Linked DNA regions of Hordeum vulgare: region 2 is linked to region 1. A link is a contact called in public Hi-C data. All regions are on one chromosome and are shown on one strand. The core of a region is the stretch at or near the end of the contact, and the rest is flanking DNA. Distances in the headings are between cores, read along the strand shown.

Region 1 (3,261 bases), core at 657-3,156:
TGGGTTTCTTTCGTAAATTAGTAGGCTTCTCTTTCTTTTGAAATGGGAGGTGGTATATTTTCCAAACAAAAGGGAACAAATCCACTAGAGCGCGCCTTTATAGTTTTCATTTCTTATAGATTCTTGTCTAAGGCCTATATTATCCGATGATGTCATGTGAATCTCTCGAGTCAAATACTCTCTTTGTTTTAAAATATAAGTCATCTTAAAAATTCTAACACGGACTACATATGATGCATATACATGTTTTAATGTGTAAATTCATTTATTTTGTTTCATACGCAGTCTGTATTATAAAATCTCTAAAAAGGCTTATGGTATTTAGGAACGAAGGGAGTATCAGAGCAACTTCAAACGGTCGATCCAAACGGACGGGTGTTATGTTTGCACTTTGTCTTTTGGGTCGGTCCGACAGATGCCCGTATACGTTTTTGTAATTGGGTCAGCGCTTGTGCCTAACACGGTTACAATCCATTTTCAGACGACGCGAAAAAAACATAACAAACATTTTGAAAATATAAAAATCACTAATTAAACATTTAATGCTGGTCTGGAAGGCCGGGGATTGTCCATATTATATTAAACATAAAATTTAATAAACTAAAAACAAGTAGGCGCGCTGTCCTAGGCGCCCGTCTCGTCCTCGTCATCGACTCGGTGAGGTAGACAAGCGTTGGCGCCGTTCCAGCCCAGGGTAAGGCCGTCTCCCAGGCGGCGACGACGTCGTCCGCCGGTGGTTGCACCGTCACTTGCTGGACAACATGTCACTCCTCCTCCTCAGCTTCGGCCTCGCGCTCCATCAGCTCGATCCGCCGGGCCTCTGTGCCCTCCTCCGACACCCGCCCTGCCGTCGACGCTCCAGATAGGCTGCCTCCTGCTCCGACGTCGCACCCTACCAGACGGGTGGCGTGCTGACCCACTCACGCACCACCCCATCCTAGGCGTACAACTCGGGCCTGAGGACCAACGACCCTGGCTCGACGGGGGACGGCGGGGCCAACGGCTAAATGACGCAGTCGTCAATAGCGAAGAGTGCCATGGCCTCTACGAGCTGCTTCTCATAGGACGCCTCCTCCTCCTTGACGCGTGCTTCCCCCTCGCTTGCACGCAGGACGAACGCCAGCGCGTTCTGGTACGCGGCCTCCGTTGCCTGGTCTTCTTCTCAGACAACGAGGGGTGGCGGCGGTCCAGCCACCACATCACGGACGCCACGCGGACGCTGCTCCTCATGCTCCCACGCAAACCAGACCTCCCATTCGGGAGAGTCTTGCAGCGTACATGGGGTTGCGCCGCTGCTGACGCCGACGCCTCACCTCCTCAGCATGCTTTCGCGCCGACCGCGACACTGCTGGTACTGGGATCCTCTTCGGATCTAAATGCCAGTCGTGCGACAACATGACATCGGGGTAGGCGAGGGTTCGCGGTGCTCCCAGTGCCACCTCGCCTGGTGCACTCATACGCTCACCCGCTGCCGAGGCGGACGAGAGGAAGACGCCGGCGACGGGAGCACCGGGGACTTGCCCTTGTCTTTGATGGAGAAGAAACCCATGATGGCTAGGGTTTTCCGCCCGCGGGGGAGCAGCGGGTGGCTGTGGGTAGAGGCGACTTTTGAAAGAGGATAAGGCCGACTCCACCGCACGCTCAGATTAAAAAAAAAAGAACGCCTGTGGGTCGTGTGGACACGCGGTGAACGGTCGTCGTTAATAAAAATAATGCTGACTTTAATCGAACGCCACGTATGGACGAACCTGACATGAGAAGACGTGGCCCGCATCCGCTTCCGTGTGGACGGGCGTAGACATTAGAACAAATCTAATCCAAACTACTAGTAGATCACCTAATCATCTCGCCGCCACTGTCCAAACTCCAGATCCCCCCGGCCGCAACGGGCGACACGCGCGCCGGCACTTTTGCCGCACGTCCATTTCCTCGAGAAGCCAAAACCCCACCACTTGCCGCCGGCCGTCCATCCACCACCCCACCCGATCCCCTCGGGAAATCGTGCGTCCACGGCCCCAATGATTGAAGCTTGAGGCTGCCTACCACCATAGCGGACGGGCCTTTTCCGGTAGTTTTCCGCCTTTCTCCCGCGCCCCGATCTTTTCCAGCGCCCCGATGCTGCCGGGTCCCCACGGCCGGCCGGTGAGAGGTAGTACGAGAGGCCTTGGCTAGCTAAAGCAGCGGTGGCCGGCCGTCGCCTCGTGCCGGCGATTCCCATCCACCCGCGGAAAGCGCCGCCCAGCGCCCCTCCCTCTCGTAAATCCTTTCTTTCTTTGCCGGGCGACAGCACCGCACTGCATACACCGCTCCGGATCGACCATGCCCGTGCGTCTACTGTGCCTCACATGAGCTTGCACCAAGATCCTACGGGAGAAAAGTCACAAGGCCGATAGTGACTGAGATTGCGGGGCGATGATGATGAGACCGCGTTCAGGAATGCGTTGAGTCGGGAACAGGAAATGTGGGGGGCGCCTGCGTGCAGCTGCATGCAACCAGGAATGGGTGGCATTCTGAAAAGAGAACGAAAAGGGGTGCTCAGATGATATATCAACTCAGTGTTCATTACTGAGCCCCTTTAGCTAGATTCCGTTGATTTCGTAATGTATAAGGCCCACCTTGCTCTGCACAACGATCATTGGCTGAAATTATTTTTCGTCTTTTGGGGTTATGGGCCGTGGAGAAATTGAGAAAGTTAGATTTCTCAAATACTTTCTCTGTACCCAAATAATTGTAGTTGGGGAAAACTAGTTTAGTTCTTCACAACTATAATTATTTAGGTACAGAGGAAGTAATATGCATCACATTTAGCAAAAGGTTGTCTTCATCTAATTTGACATTGATTCATAATCTATACAATGCCACCTTTTGATTCACTTCAAATCTTATTTTAGTGAAGTTTTTTTAGATGTATCTTAGCAAAGGGTTTGGCATGCTTACAAGATCTAAAACATAATATTCCCTCCATCTAAAAATAAGTGTCGTAAATTTAATACTAGACTAGTACAAAAATTTATACTAACTCAACAACATTTATTTTGAAACAGAGGGAGTACTCAACACAATAGAAGAGGTAGGAGCAAATCCATAACTTTGTCTACTGACGATTGTACACGTGCAGTGTACATTTTATCCGGTGTATAAACTACTATCCCAAACCAAAATGCAACCTCTTGGACTTCAAAAAATATATAGACCATCGACGTTTCATAAAAACATCATATGTAGAGACAAATAAGGTCAGCAACCATCATGTCATGACTA
Region 2 (3,635 bases), core at 461-2,960, 210 kb after region 1:
ATAGACTAATCGCCAGGGATTAATTAGGCCGTGATACCTCTGCTGTTAGGTCACACCGGTTTAGTTTAGGTCTTTTAGGACGCCCGATATATATCTACTGGTAGAAGGTTGGTTTCCCAACTAGAGCAGGGGAGCTCTTAAATGTTGTGAAAGTGGCCGCCTTGAGTGGATGCAGTGGTGAGCATGAATCATGATGCATGGGGGCCGCCGTGTAACGGCACAGGACACCCATGAGATCATTCTTATTTAAACGGACGACTGATGGGCCTCGTAATAGTTGTAACTTTGATGCATCATGATGCAAATTTGTTTAGTTCCTCTGACTGCCAAGCCGGCTTTTTCCTTGATGGCAAACAAACATGAAAGAACGCCAAATCAAAAGGGCCTTTTGCCATGACAGTGAACACTCGCCGCACGGATCCGGTGCCAAGGGTGCCATCCGAAAGCGAGAGCACCGCTCCCGTCCCGTCCACTGAGGCACTGACAAGTGAAATATAATCCCTGCCAGCGCTTACGCACGCCAGCATAATCAGTCCCGTCGAAATTACTAGCATGACCGAATTGCGACGACTCAAAAAGCGATTTCTTTCTCGAAGGGTGGGAAGATAACAACAAATTGATAATGTCGCAACGTGGTAATGTTTGTGTGTCTTCTTCTACTGCCGCCGCCTCTATACGTGCGCGTGTGCATGTATATATAGTTGACGTACCGTGTCCCTTGTCGCCACCTTTGGCTTTGAGCGGTGGCTCACTTTTGTAACCTCACCCGTGTGTAACAAAAGTCGCAAGTCAAAAGGCTATGCAGGGCCCTACTAGCGAGCGCGGGGTCGAGGAGGCTGCCAAAAGAAGTTGAAGATCACAGCCCCATTCTTGTTTACGAGGAGCCGAAACGAAAGCAAATCTCAGCAGTTCGACAGTGACGTTCCGACCCTTCCCCGGCCGTCATGTTTATTACGTTAGATAACCCAGGAAAGAAGGAGCAGCGTAGGGTTAGACACGGGTCAATTATGAATGACACGGCAATGTGATGGATGGCAGTCACTTTGCCGTGCCAGTGCCTGTGCCTGATATGGTATACGCCGAGGGACAGGGCAGCGGGGGTGCGCTGCAGCTCTACGAAAGAAAGCATCGGCGAACGCCGTGGTTGTTTCGTCCGCGCATGCAAGTTGTGGACGGTGGCCCGGCCGGCGGCAACTTTCATGGTTCCGGCTTTCCGTTGGTGCGCGCGGCGCCCGTGCCGGTGTGTCGTGTGCACGCGCCCCCGCGAACGGACCCCGGGCCGTAGAGCTTGCTGAAAGTGAAACGTCCGGTGCAAAAGCTAGTGGAGTTGCTACTTGTCTGTAGCAAGCGCCATACTGTGTTTTCTTCGTTTTCATTTACCACGTACATAAGAACGAAGGGAGCACCTCAAAAGCACGGTGGCATGGACATTGTTGGTAACATCACCAAATCCGCGGCGCGCACGGGCAACTTGGAGCGGGCCTGATGAATGCCTGATGGAGACGCCGCCGAGGTGGTCCGCGGTGGCTACATGACGGGACGCTAGCGCGGCCGTGTAGGGCGTAGCCCGGGCCCCGACCGAATTGGCTTCGGAGGCAACTGCCGTCCGGTGGTTGGAACTTGGAGCCAAGTTGAAACCGGGCACGCTTCTTCTAGTCTAGTTCTAGACCAGCTGAGGTCAGCGACACCATGTTCTTCCACTTTGTACGCGTCGAGCTGGTTGCCGAATGGCTTAGCTCGCTCTGCATGACATGCACCGGCAGCCTATGCATGGCAGATCCCGTCGAAGCCTACACGCCGCGCGGTGACAAAAGCCGCGGTGGCGCGAGCGCGATGCGCATGCAGCACGCGCGCGGTCGAGCACGTCTCTTCCGGGGCGCCATATGCGCCGACGGCGACCGCACGGGGCGCGGCGACACGCGTGGGAACGACAGGCCACGTAAAACATGACGGGGTCTCGACACATGTATCGCTGGAAACGGGGTCGCCCACACTGGGGTCGACTCGTGTCGCGTTGAGGTCTTGATTGATTGCAGTAGCGACGGGGGGGGCGCTGCCTTCTCTAGAGCCAAAAGGGCGGGGTACGTACGTGCGCTTGCTCGATGACCGGTGTGATCCGACACGGCGATCAATCAGTCCATCAATCAACAAATGGGTTAACCTGTTCGTGCGATATACGTACTACATACAGTATTCCAATTCGTAGTTAGTTGTATATCTGATGACAGGCAGGTCCATGTCTGGAAATCAAGCTCGGATTTAGGCAGACAACATGGGCTTCGCTTGCACGCCAGTTGTCGCCCGGGATTTGATTTGCCCCTCCACGTAATTATGGCATGACAAAGCTCGAGAGGCCATGGTCACTTGCCGGGTCACACCGGACCGGCCAGGCTACTGACTGGGCCGAGCTTCTTGCGCTATCGCGATCCCGCCACGTCGTTCCGTTCCACCACAAGTTTGTTCCGAAAGCAAAGACGAGCACGGCCGACGCGCCCGGCACGTGTGAACCGGCTGCCCACGCCGGCATCTCACTCCGACTCTTGCTTGGCACGAACGCTCGTCCGCGCCGGCACTTACTACGCCGATGCCGATGCCGATGCGGATGCGGTGCGTGGTCGCCTGCGAAATCTCCCGTGTCGCCTTCGCGTGGGTCGGGCACGAGCAATGCGGCCAAATCAAGCGTGTGGGTTTGCTCCGGAAAGACAAAGGATGGGGGATAAACTTAGTAGTGGTGTTTGATGGTCATCTCGCCGTCTCGGGGTGTGGTGCTGAGACCGTGCACGCACGCTTGGCACGTGCTGAGACCAATCGTACGACCGTGGGTGTGGAGACAGAAACCTGTGACTGGTCGAAGTGCTGGCATGAATAAACAAGCATTGTAGGGTGGCCTGGAGGTCCATGTTGCGCGTGGAGGTCCATTGTGCCCGTGGTTTCCCGTTTCCGACGCGACGTTTTACTCCCGTGATCGGTAGGTCATCTGAAATTTTTCATCCGCCAGTCATGCCGTGGAACATTTGGACATGGGTAAACAAGGTCTGATTAAGGTAAAACACGTACTCCCTCCATATCAATGCATAGGGCACCTTAAAACCAGGTTTTCTTAAAAAGCTGGACGTATTTCATTAACTCCTCTCCTCGTTCCCCTTCCAACCTCGTTTGCTCCTTCCTTTTTCTCCAAAGTGATGGTAGAAAGACGATGCATGCAATGCGTCTAGGAGCTGATTAGCCAAGATACCAAAATCGATTTGTCAACACTTAGACGCATTGCAAATGCGTGTAGGTGCTGATTAGCCAAGATATCAAAATCGGTTTGCGTGCATGCAAAAAAAAACTGTCTGCTACCTAGGGTTTTCGGCGCTCTCGCGACGGCGGCCTAGGGTTCCTGGACTCCATTGAGATCTCGATCGCGGTCGTTTTCTCTGATTTACCCCATCATTCCACTCACATTCGATCCCTCTCTCTGCCTGCTGTCATCTTTTGTCATTCCATTGCCTGGATTCGGGGCGATCAAGGGGTTCTCGAGTAGAACTGCCCGCCCTTCGTCTAGTGTGGTGGTTTTGGCAATCATGGCGACAGGCGACTAGGTTGAGGGGCTGACAAGGGATGAAGCGGGGCAGGTTAACGTGCTCCACGAC

What was found. Hi-C and Micro-C count contacts between places; a contact is called where the count stands out from the background.
Region 2: a contact with region 1 is called in a Hi-C map of seedling, with 2.9 times the contacts expected there. The contact joins two enhancer-like sites. A contact is called at or near these places in 3 of 6 Hi-C or Micro-C datasets (leaf and seedling).

The regions. Positions count from the first base shown.
Region 1 is chr1H:418,404,370-418,407,630 of MorexV3_pseudomolecules_assembly, forward strand. No RefSeq gene overlaps it. Among protein-coding and RNA genes, the nearest start is that of LOC123441732, 43 kb to the left of the region's middle. Within about 2 kb of position 1,907, at least 3 of the 3 cell types and tissues checked have open chromatin away from gene starts, as enhancers often do. A contact at or near this core is called in leaf and seedling, where this site is marked.
Region 2 is chr1H:418,615,426-418,619,060 of MorexV3_pseudomolecules_assembly, forward strand. No RefSeq gene overlaps it. Among protein-coding and RNA genes, the nearest start is that of LOC123441748, 150 kb to the right of the region's middle. Within about 2 kb of position 1,711, at least 3 of the 3 cell types and tissues checked have open chromatin away from gene starts, as enhancers often do. A contact at or near this core is called in leaf and seedling, where this site is marked.